Regions from separate parts of the Mus musculus genome. Here regions 2 and 3 are each linked to region 1. A link is a contact called in public HiChIP or PLAC-seq and promoter capture Hi-C data. All regions are on one chromosome and are shown on one strand. The core of a region is the stretch at or near the end of the contact, and the rest is flanking DNA. Distances in the headings are between cores, read along the strand shown. Region 1 has its middle 28 kb from the start of Gm5086. Region 2 holds the start of Hexb (hexosaminidase B). Region 3 overlaps Gm33390 (a long non-coding RNA gene).

Region 1 (3,707 bases), core at 400-2,899:
GCAACTAGGCACAATATGATTGGTGGAACAATGTGCCCTTTAAACTGATTGGTCTTTAGGGAATGAGGTGACTTCCCTTGTCTGAAGGTGGGCAACAGTCTTCCTGTGGAATGTGTCCCCACCCGAGGTCGAGATCAGTTCCGTCCTGTGATCTGAGAAATGTTAATTAGCCTCTCCCTTACAGAGGGGCAAGTGTTTCATGACCTTCCCAAAGTTCCTAAGCTGACCTTTTCAGTAGATGAACTTGTAAAGGGCCACTAGGTTCCACAGGAGACCATGAAAAGGTACGGAGCCAACTATATCAGCCTGAATGCACAGGGCAATGAAGAATCCAGGCTCTGATAAACCCTCTTTCCTGCTTCTCTTAATAGCTACTAACACTAAAGAGGCGGTTATTTAACTTCTCTCTTCCTTAGGTTTCCTATATAAATCTGATTGAGTCCATTCTCTGGTGCTATCAGAGGATGCCTGTGGTATATAAAGAAAAGGTTTCTTTTGGCTCTCAGGTCTGAGATATTCCAGATTAGGTAGCCCTATTAAAGAAGGGCCTCGGGTACTCCAACTCCTGGTAGAGAGAAAGGGGGAAACACCGGCATGTATGAAAGAGGCCAAGCCCAGGAAGCCCAGCGAGTAGCATAGCCTTTATTAATAGCAACTCACTCTCCCAATAGCTAACCCAGTCCATCCAGGAAGGCAATAAGGATTCTACCACACACACACACACACACACACACACACACACACACACACACAGCCACAATCAGGCCCAGCCCTCGGCACTGTGCATTTGAAGGAGGCGAACCATATTTATAGGAGAGGGTCACACAGACCCCAACCACAGAAATGAGGGTCCAAGAAGTGTTGGGCTTTGTTATTGTGGGTGCATCTAGAGAAGCACAGAACACGGGAGAGGGACACACAAATGACAAAGGAGTGTGGGAAGGCAGTACTTCTCTGTATCAGCGACTTCTCTGTGTCACTGTGACCAGAATAGCTGACAGAAACAATATAAGGGAGGGGATGTTGTATTCTGGCTCATAATTTCAGTCTATAATATTGGGAAAGGCATGCTAGGATAACTCAGTCCATGGAGGAAGAAGTATGCTTGGTAGATGTTCCCACGATGGCTAACCAGGAAGCAAAGAGGGGGACCAATATCAGGACAAGGCTACATCTCCAAAGTGCGGGGGAGGGGGGGTCTGAGGGCTGGCAGGATGGCACAGCAGGCAAAAGCACTTGCTGCAGCCACCTGGGTATGATCTTACATGCACGAAAGAGCGTGGGGGGGGGTGCAGAGAGAGAGTTTTAAAAAATAAAGAAGGTAGACCCTAAACAACCTAGCTCTGCCCAATCTGAAGGCATCTCACAAATAGCCCCCATTCTGTGAAGGGTCCACAGTCTCGCAAGGCAGTAGCATATTCTCACAATATGTGCAGAACATGGATTCTAGAGGATATTTGAGATTCAAACCACAGCATTCCTGACTGTACTGCATGATAGGTCAAAAGAAGGGCTTTTTTTTTTTTGAGAATTTGAGGGACTCTGTAGCAAATCCACAAGTTTGCATTTAGGGGAGGTGAGGTTGGCCTCAACCTGCTGAATGACAATGTCTTTCACAGCCGCCCCTGGTGCTTCTCAAGTGGTGTTAATCAATGGGCTGACTCAGAAACCCCTCTGACTTAATGGAAATCTCCCCCTATTAAGCCTACCATAATAACTGTGAATTGCTTCTTCCTGTGGGGGTGGGGGAGTGGGGGTAGGGGGTTTAGGGGGATGCTCTTCCTAAGGAGAGAGGCCAGCTCAGTCTCCTGCCTGCTCTGAGCTCAGCTGCATTCCAGTCAGGACCTGACGCTACCTCTCCTGATCCACAGTTCAGAGTGAGGGCTTGTTTGTATTGTTTTGATTTGATTTTGTATTTTTTTGTTTTTGTTTTTGTTTTCTTTCTAAGCCTACTAATTTGATAAGTACTGAATTTCTTTTGGTAACTGCAGCTAGTTGCACACCTTCAGGAAGAAAAGTGCTCCTAGCCCACTCATAGTCAGAGATCTCACTCTGTTCTTCCTCTCCCTCCCTCTCTCCCTCCCTCCCTTTTCCCTCCCTCCCTCCCTCCCTTCCTCCCCAACCATCTGATTCATCTGACTCTTTAAAGTTTCTGACACAGTGTCTTGATGCCTTGTTTGAATTTTATAGAAACAAAACCCAGCACAACAAAGAGTTTGATTGAGGAACATGGGTGACAGTCTCCCAGGATAGAGCTGGCATCAGGAAGGTGTCCTGTCCCTATCATCCCTACCCCCTGCCTTACTGATTGGTAAACATGTGTCCTGGTTTGCTTTCTGTTGCTGTGATAAAGCATGACCAAGAGCAACTTGGGGAAGAGATCATGGCAGCCTAGAGATGATACAGTCTCTTATCAAAGGGGAAGCCAAGGCAGGAACTGGAGGCAGGAACTGAAGCAGAGACCTTGGAGGGGCACTGCTTACTAGACTGCATCCAGGATCAAGTTCTACTACCTTTCTTCTAACTCTTTTTTTTAATTCATTTATTTTTGCATGAGTAGACAAATTGTGCCTGGTCTACATATATAGACCACATGTGTGTGGTACCCACGGAGGCCAGAAGAGGGCATCAGCTCCCCCTGTGACTGAAGCTACAGACAGTGTGAGCTACCAACCTGGGTGTTGGGAGCTGAACTCCCTCCACCTCCTCACTCTTCCATCCTCTGTCTCCTGCAGAAACAAGGGCTTTTAACTGCTGCCTCCTCTCCATCTCCAAGTTCTGTTACCTTTCCTATAGAGCCCATGTTCACTTACCTAAGGATGGTACCTTGCACAGTGGGCTGAACCCTCCAACATCAATTAGAAATGTTGCAAGGAAGAAACACTCCACAGGTAGATCAGATGGAGACAATTCCTCATCTCAGGTTCTCTTCTCTTTCCAGGTGTGTCAAGTTGACGACCCAGATTATCCATCACACTCTGTATATAAGATCGTGGTGTAGGGAATAGGGAAGTTGGATGCTGAGTGGAGATCAGCTTAGAAACTGTTTGGAAAGTTTCTCAGTGATGAGGGCCTCTCTATTGTTGCCTTGGTCATGTATGGGAAAGTCACAGTGAACATCTCAGCCAATTAAATGCCGACGATGAGAAAACATGCGTCATAGATATACTAATGATGTCCTTTCCATGAAGAAATGTGAATGTCTGTGTCATGATAGACTGGGAGAGGAAAAGGAGACTGACGCAGAGACAAGGTTCATTGGTCATATAGACCTGAGGCAGGAACTGGAATGAATTCATTGTAGGAGTCTATTTAGAACGCCTTGTCTGATTCTATACAGACATAAAGAATGTTAAAGGTAAATTTTGTTTTAGAAATGTGTGCATGCATATGTGGGATGTAGGGTATAGAGTATGTTCAGAAAGGAGGAAAAACTGTTGGGTCATTAGAAAGTGCTTATCTCCAGCAAGCAGGCGTGAGGATTGCTCTGTAATTTCTTTCTGATTTTCCATATGTCTAGGCCTGACAGGAGAGATTCCATCTTGGGATGATCAACTTCCACAGTTCTGAGATGGTCAAGAGAAGCACCCACCCTGCCAGTGGAAGTAGCGGCACTAGCCAGAGGCCACCTGAGCTGCCGCTGCTCCATCTGGCAGAGAGCCATTTTAATACTGTCTACTGCCTACCTGGGTAAAACTGTTTGCATG
Region 2 (3,707 bases), core at 433-2,932, 390 kb after region 1:
GGCACAGCAAGCAGTGCAAAAGAGAGCTGCCAGAAAAGTCTTTGTAAACATCCAGTGTAGAAAATGAAGCTAGAAGAGGAAACCTGGATGGTAGTTCTAAGAGAGGGGAAGAGACAGGGGTCTGGTGATATCGATTGTGTCTAGATGTGTTTATCTCCAAATACTACATACAGAGGCCTGTCACAAATTACTGTGTAAGTTGCCCTCATTATAAGTGGAATATTATTATTCCTTCTTTTATTTATCTAGGGGTGGTTATACTAGATATAATTCGGGTTATATTTCTGTGCTCTTGTAGGATACAACCCAATTTTTGAACTACTTAGCAGTCTTCTTTTTTTTTAAAAAAATTTTTTTTTCCTGTGTGTGTATTAGTCAGGGTTCTTTAGAGTCACAGAACTTATAGAATGTCTCCAAATATTAAGGGAATTTACTGTGATGACTTACAGCCTGTAGTCCAACTAACCCAACAATGGTCAGCTGTGAATAGGAAGTCCAAGAGTCTAGTAGCTGCTCAGGCCCACGAGGCTCATTGTTTCAGCTGGTCTTCTGCAGAAGTAGGTTCTAACAGATGTGTTGGCAACTAAGTGCAAGCAGGCGAAGAATGAATCCTCCTTCTTCCAAAGTCCTTATGTAGGCCTCAGCAGAAGGTGTGGCCCAGATTATAAGGTAAATACCAACAGGCTTGGATCTGGGACTTGCTTTGTTCCAGGCTGACCTTGAACTCAAAGCTCTCCTTGCCTCATTCTCCTGGGATTAAAGGTGTGTCCTACCTAGCCTGGGCCTAAGCTTTTCATGGCCACTATGTCTCAAGATCTCTGTGTCAAGATCTAGGTCAGAATCTTGTGTCTCCCAGCCTCAAGATCTGGATCACAGGTGAGCCCTCTAATTCTAGATTGTAGTTCATTCCAGATATAGACAAGATGACAACCGGGAATAGCCCCCACAATGTGTATGGGTGTTTTATCTGTATGTACATCTGTGTACCACATGCGTGCCTGGTAACCTCAGAGGCCAGAAGGGTGAAGTATTCCCTGGGACTGGAGTTATTGGCAGTTGTGAGCCACCAAGTGGGTGCTGGAAATTGACCCCCCCCCCCGGTTCTTTTTGAGAACAGAGTTCTTAACTGCTGAGCCATCTCTCCAGCAATCTTCTAGCATCTATTTACTTACTAAGTTGCCTTCCTGTGATTAGACATACTGTAATCTCTGATTACACATATGCACGTTCGCCCTAGCTAATCGTTATAAAGGTCCTTGGAAAACTATACATCGACATTAATCTCCACTACAGAAATATTCTCTTTGTATCACTTTAATATTTATGTAGTCCATCGCGTCTATCCCAAGTTTTAAATGCTCCCCCTATCTATTTTTTTTTCCATGCATAAATTTTAACCTCCCATTACTTCCAAAGTCAACTCCTGGGAATTCTGACTCGGGAGGTTTTATCAATCAGAGTCCACCACCGTCAGATTTAGTGACAAAAACACTACCTGAAGAGTGGAGGAAGAGACAGGTCTTGCCTGTCAGTGGGCTGCACAAACAAGTTCCTCAGGCGTGACAGGCGTGAGCCACACCCCAGCATCCCGGCTAGAGCGCGACCGCCTCTGCACCGAGCCTGCCCCCAATTTCCGGGCCAATCCCCTCTCGGAGGCGGAGCCCGGGCGGGGAGCTCGGTCATCTGACTTGGTGACCCGGGCACGGATGCTTTCTTCCCAGCGACCCAGACTGGAAGGTTGGTCCAAAGACTGCCTAGCCAGACTCGCGGAGCAGTCATGCCGCAGTCCCCGCGTAGCGCCCCCGGGCTGCTGCTGCTGCAGGCGCTGGTGTCGCTAGTGTCGCTGGCCCTAGTGGCCCCGGCCCGACTGCAACCTGCGCTATGGCCCTTCCCGCGCTCGGTGCAGATGTTCCCGCGGCTGTTGTACATCTCCGCGGAGGACTTCAGCATCGACCACAGTCCCAATTCCACAGCGGGCCCTTCCTGCTCGCTGCTACAGGAGGCGTTTCGGCGGTGAGCAGCCCCACCCAGCGGGGAGGGGACCTTGGGCACAGAGAAGGATCGCCGGGCTACTTGGGTCTCACAGGACTGGAAGACAGCATGACTAGCCAGTCTAACTTAGGTCCAAACTTTGCAGACTGAAGCCCAAGACTTGACCTGTTCATGCTTCTTCTTTCGCGCCCTAGGTGCTCAGGGACCCTACTTAGGATGGGTTCCGAATAACAACGGCCGGGCGTGGTGGCGCACGCCTTTAATCCCAGCACTCGGGAGGCAGAGGCAGGTGGATTTCTGAGTTCGAGGCCAACCTGGTCTACAGAGTGAGTTCCAGGACAGCCAGGGCTATACAGAGAAACCCTGTCTCCAAAAACCAAAACAAAACAGAATAACAATGGAACCCGTGACTCTGCTGGAGTCAGTTTGTTGGGCCTCAGATGGGCAGTTGAGATGACTCCAAAGATAGGGAGGGAACAAGGTCCTAGCCTGCAGAGTGAACCTCCTCTGAGTGCATCCTTAGATACGGATCTTTTAAGGGCCCTAGGTATCCCCAGTGTCGCTTTCAGCTCCGTATGTGGCAACAATTCAGATATCTTTAGTCTCTTCAGTTTTTTTTTCGTTAAGTGTATATGACTGCATGAATTTATGTGTACCGCATGTGTGGAGATACCTGCAGATGCCCAGGGCATGAAATTTTGGAGTGAGCCCCTAATGCGGGTGCTGAGAGCCGAACCTGGGTCCTCTGTAAGAGAGTAAGAGTTCTAAACCTCTGAGCTCTGGGGTGGTAGTCAGGGGAATGGGGGAAACCTTAAGTTGAAACTTTATAGGAGACCTCCCCCTTCCGAGCTATGTTCCATACCTAATAATGTTAGGTATTCAAATGTTAGTCTTTCCAAATGGCCTTTCAAGTGGCTCTTAAGTAACATCTGCTTTTCTTCTTGTTTTCCCAACACTTGGCAGTAGTTGCTCTGTCTTCCTCTCTAATAGGTTTCCTAAAAACCCTTGCCTCATTTAGCACTTAACTGTCAAGCCGGGCATTCTCTGGGCACAGAGTGCCAGCCATAGGTAGGCACCCTTGCCAAGAACAGGGGCTGTGCTAACCTTATTGGTTGCAGGGTAGATTGTATTTGGGACGGTATTTGAATGGGATCCCCCCTCTGCCCTCTCGATTTGAGACCTGGGCGGAAGGGTCTGCCCCCTGGGAACTGTAATTTGGTGCTAGCTGTGTCGCCTGCTTTCACTTCTTCTCTGTGTCTGGTGCATATAGCTATAACTTGATTTTGCCTGCAGGACACCAAACAGCTGACCAGGGAATGCAAAACAAAGTTAAGGGTGGGTGTTTTAGGCTCTTTGCTGTGGAAGGTTCAGTGGAAGAGGCCCTGATGCAGCAGAAACAGCGGGGGTTCTCTGCCACAGAAAGGCTAATGCTTTGCTTATAATTTGCACAACTAAGAGGGTACTGTCACCCTATTTTGGAGGCCTGCTCTAAAAAGCCTTTGGAGTTGAATTGCTAATGGGCTGGAATGCTTTGTGGCCCACAGGTAGAGCGAAAAATGTACAACTAAAGTGCCTGGTAGTATTGGGGTATCCCGGATTGTAGCCCAGCTACTGGACTGAATAACGTCTGAAAAGCGGCTTGCTTGATTTAGAGCTGGCGGTCAGGCTGGATTTTCCTTTTGCCTTGCTTGAGCAGGCGAGTTACTTGTTAATGG
Region 3 (3,707 bases), core at 491-2,990, 300 kb after region 1:
CCCATCTACACAAAATCTTTCTCCTTGAGTCAAGAAGGAAGTGAGTCTGACAATAACTCTTCCAATTTACCAGAAGAGAAGCATTTCCCAGAAACCACTAGTAAGCTGTGACTTAACTCTCTGGCTGAAACCTTGTGATTCAGGCATGATTGTATTCAGGACACTAAAACAGATGAAGCTTTCTCATTTTTTAAAAGACTTATGTTATTTCATTTATATCTTCAGACACACCAGAGAAGGCATCGGACCCCATTACAGATGGTTGTAAGTCACCATGTGGTTGCTGGGAATTGAACTCAGGGCCTGGAAGAGCAGTCAGTGCTCTTAACCACTGAGCCATCTCTCCAGCCCCAGAAGATGCTTTCTAGCCTCCAACATGGAGACATCAAGGTGAATCTGTAGATGTCATAGCTGGTCTCCATCTGGATTCTGACTCCTGTAGGAGACTGAGATACAACCTGCTTCTGTTTCTGTTACTATGCATGTGTCCCTATTTCAATGTATTTCAGTGTCACTTGGCCACTTCCCGCCGAACTCAGCGACCAGTCAGATTATGACACACAAGTTTGTTCCCATTTAAAATAATACATTAGTTCTATTCCCCCCACCTCCAGATCCTCTTCAGATCTCCCAATATACCTAACATTTCTTTGGTTTACATAAAAGCCCTATCTAATTTGCTCCCTAGGGGAGACCTACCACAATAGTAAAGTTGCACATTTCCACAGGGATTTACCCTAAACTGTTAATGAGTTGTGACTTCCCTGTCTGTACAGGCAGACAAAGCTGCTGCACCCCAAGCAGGTAGACAGAATTTGAACCAGATGGTTCAAGGCAGGGAAATGGGCTTAGCAGATCATTCCCAACACCTCCGTGTGTTGACTGAAATCCGTAAGGGGATGGCAAAACACCACCCTTATTTTCTCAACAAACTGTGCACCTTATTGAATATTAAACAGAAAGCTGAACAGAGGAGAGCTGGCTCTGGGTTTTCTTTCCTTGTCATTAGAACCATAAACTTGGCTGCTAGTTTCAACGAATCAATGGGGTGTGTGTGTATGGAGAGAGAGAGAGAGAGAGAGAGAGAGAGAGAGAGAGAGAGAGAGAGAGCTAATCTCATATCACTGAAGGACTTTCCGGTAATCCCACTACTACACATTGAATAAATCAGAAGTGGCAAGGGTGTGTGTCATTTCCATGAGTTCCTATATGGGAAGCAAATCCCCTTTTGCCCGATTTTCCAGTTTCAACAATAAATTACCCCAGCCTCTGATCCTCACTGTGAAGCCAGCGCCATTAAAAGCAGCGCGAATGCAAATTGAGGCGTTTCCCAGCTCTCAACACCCCACCCCTCACCCCCGACAGCCAGTTTAATTAAAGCCAAATTTGGTTGCGGAGTAAACAGGTATTTACAGATCAGGGGGAAAAAATCTGGTTCCGGTAATTAAAAGGATTTTGTAAATCTTGTCCTCTGTGTTAGAACACTTGGGTTTTAATAGTTAATTAAAGATGTCTTAATCATCCTTTGAGAGAAATTTGAAAAAGAAAAGATTAGGGACCAGCCACAAAGACACCACTGAAGTTCTGAAATTCCTGTCTGAGGAACCAGGGTCTCTCTTTACCTCATTGGCACGTAGACTTTGTCTTTCCTTTTCTTTGAACAAAAGGGTAGTCCTGTGCGCTCACAGCTGCTCCACAAGCCCCGGCCAGCTTGCGAGTCACCCACACACCACTGCCCTTGGAGCTAAGGGCACAGATGTCTGGTTCCTATGGCTTCCCAAGCTGTGACTGAAGACAAAGTCAAACTCGTTGGGCAGGCAAACAGACAGATGGACAGATGGAGAGACAGATGGGGCTTGTGTGTGTGTGTGTGTGTGTGTGTGTGTGTGTGTGTGTGTGTATGTGTACATATGCACGCGCGCACACACACACACACACACACACACACACATTAACTTAAGCAAGTGTCTTTCCTATCCAATGGTTTTTGATTTGGTTTGGTTTAGTTTTATTTTGTTGTTGTTTTTTAAGGTAACATAATGAACCAATTGACAGATCAGCACCCCTGTGCTAGGTACTGGAAGGGGACACCAGAGACTATATATCAGAGCACTCCTTGCTCAGGACTGGAATTTAAGACAAACACTTTGTGGCTAATGGTGCTACAAACCCTCCCACCCCCATAACACACACACACACACACACACACACACGCACGCACGCACGCACGCACGCACGCACGCACGCACGCGCACTCACGCACACGCACATAGAAAAGACACACAGGAGAGGACAACCCAGGGCCATGTAATACTGCAGGACAGGGACACACCATACATCCCAACTCTGTCTTCCCCTTGAGAGTGAGTCCAGCTGGCTTTGGCTGGAGAGGAGAAGCAGACGTCTGGAGAACAGTAATTCCAGACAGTGAACAGGACACACAGCAGGAAAAATCGATGCCTGCCTTTAGGAGTCTGTGGCTCCAGCGGCCAGAGCCCAGGGCTTGGCAAGAGTGAGATCTAGCGAGAAAGCCTGGCCTGGTCAGCCAAGGCTACCTATGGCTGGGCTGTGACCAGATAGCCCAAGTGCTGAGCTGCAAGGCCACTCCTGTTGTGTCTGACAAAGTGTGACAGGAAGAAGCACCTCAGCCGGCCCTGCCAAAGTGTCCCCGGAGGAATCAGTCACGCTACAGACCTAACATAAGGAAGGTTTATTAGTGAGATGGGAAGGGGACCTGCAAAAGGGGTAGAGGCAGAGGAAGGAAGGGGGACAGAGAAGAATAGACAGAGGAATGAGGAAGGACCAAAGAGGAAGAGGCCGGCAGGGACGCATGAGGTTAGAGGAAGAGAGAGGTAAGGGAGGGAGGAAGAGAGGGAGGGAGGGAGGGAGGGAGGGAGGGAGGGAGGGAGGAAGGGAAGGAGAGGTGTGAGAGAGAGAGGGAGACACAGAGGTCTCCAGTGGTCTTCTTATAAGCCTGGCTCCTGTCTCATACCTGGAGGGTGGAGACACAAGCTGTTGCTAGGTAACGGTTGGGCAGAGCCTAGAGGAATTGCTAACAGCTCCCCTAGGGCTTCTGTATGGACGTCTGTGCCTGGAAAGATTCACACTAAGTTGGCCATTTCTTCATGATGATGAACTGCCAGATCCTCAACTTCTATATAGCCAATTTTTCTAAAAAATTTTCCTAATGGGCCAGCAAGATGCCTTGGTAAATCAAGGCACTTGCCAGGCAAGCTTGGTGACCTGACTTGGACACCTGGAACCCATGTAATGAAGGAAGGAGAGAACAAACTCGACAGAGCCATCTTCTGATCTTCACGCAAAGGCCATAAGACACTCAGACCCTCTACCATTACGTCTGTCCACAACAGCAATGACAAAGAAGTAAAAATGTAAACACACCATAGAACTTCAAGATGACAAAAACTACACTTTAAAACAGAAAGCCACAGCCTGTTCTCAAAGGTCCTTAAGCCCGACTCTCCCCATCTGCCCCATTACCTGGCTTTCTTACTGTGAGGTGGAAGCTCTGGAGGTAAAACTAATTAGTGACATTTAAATGCAGTCACCAGCGCTTTATAGTTAACACTCTAGGTTGAAATTCTATTTGAAAAAAAAATTTTTTTTTTTTACTCAAAAAAATGTTTCACAGAGTATTTCAGTTATTGTCAGTTCTTGCTCTATCTCAAGTTATAATGTTTGGTTAT

Evidence for each region. Promoter capture Hi-C pulls out the DNA fragments that hold promoters and counts their contacts. HiChIP or PLAC-seq counts read pairs in DNA pulled down with a chosen protein or histone mark.
Region 2: a promoter capture Hi-C map of embryonic stem cells shows a contact between it and region 1, with 4 times the contacts expected there. The contact joins the promoter of Hexb here to the enhancer-like site in region 1. A contact is called at or near these places in 1 of 39 promoter capture datasets (embryonic stem cells), 1 of 484 Hi-C or Micro-C datasets (embryonic stem cells), 11 of 115 datasets of contacts at active chromatin or transcription factors (bone marrow-derived macrophages, embryonic stem cells, microglia and 1 more) and 3 of 9 other capture datasets (adipose tissue, embryonic stem cells and macrophages).
Region 3: a contact with region 1 is called in an H3K27ac HiChIP or PLAC-seq map of embryonic stem cells, with 5 times the contacts expected there. The contact joins two enhancer-like sites. A contact is called at or near these places in 1 of 39 promoter capture datasets (cranial neural crest), 3 of 484 Hi-C or Micro-C datasets (bone marrow-derived macrophages and embryonic stem cells), 14 of 115 datasets of contacts at active chromatin or transcription factors (cardiomyocytes, differentiating embryonic stem cells, embryonic midbrain and 2 more) and 1 of 9 other capture datasets (embryonic stem cells).

Annotation. Positions count from the first base shown.
Region 1 is chr13:97,586,208-97,589,914 of GRCm38.p6, reverse strand. No RefSeq gene overlaps it. Among named protein-coding and RNA genes, the nearest start is that of Gm5086, 28 kb to the right of the region's middle. Within about 2 kb of position 1,649, at least 10 of the 459 cell types and tissues checked have an H3K27ac peak or open chromatin away from gene starts, as enhancers often do. A contact at or near this core is called in differentiating embryonic stem cells and embryonic stem cells, where this site is marked.
Region 2 is chr13:97,196,332-97,200,038 of GRCm38.p6, reverse strand. It overlaps Hexb (hexosaminidase B), which reads left to right and starts at 1,682. Exons shown (of 14, transcript NM_010422.2): 1 at 1,682-2,013. The coding sequence starts at 1,778.
Region 3 is chr13:97,290,259-97,293,965 of GRCm38.p6, reverse strand. Gm33390 (a long non-coding RNA gene) reads left to right here. Exons shown (of 3, transcript XR_382781.1): 2 at 1-40; 3 at 226-252. Among named protein-coding and RNA genes, the nearest start is that of Gm33390, 7.0 kb to the left of the region's middle. Within about 2 kb of position 1,740, at least 52 of the 459 cell types and tissues checked have an H3K27ac peak or open chromatin away from gene starts, as enhancers often do. A contact at or near this core is called in differentiating embryonic stem cells and embryonic stem cells, where this site is marked.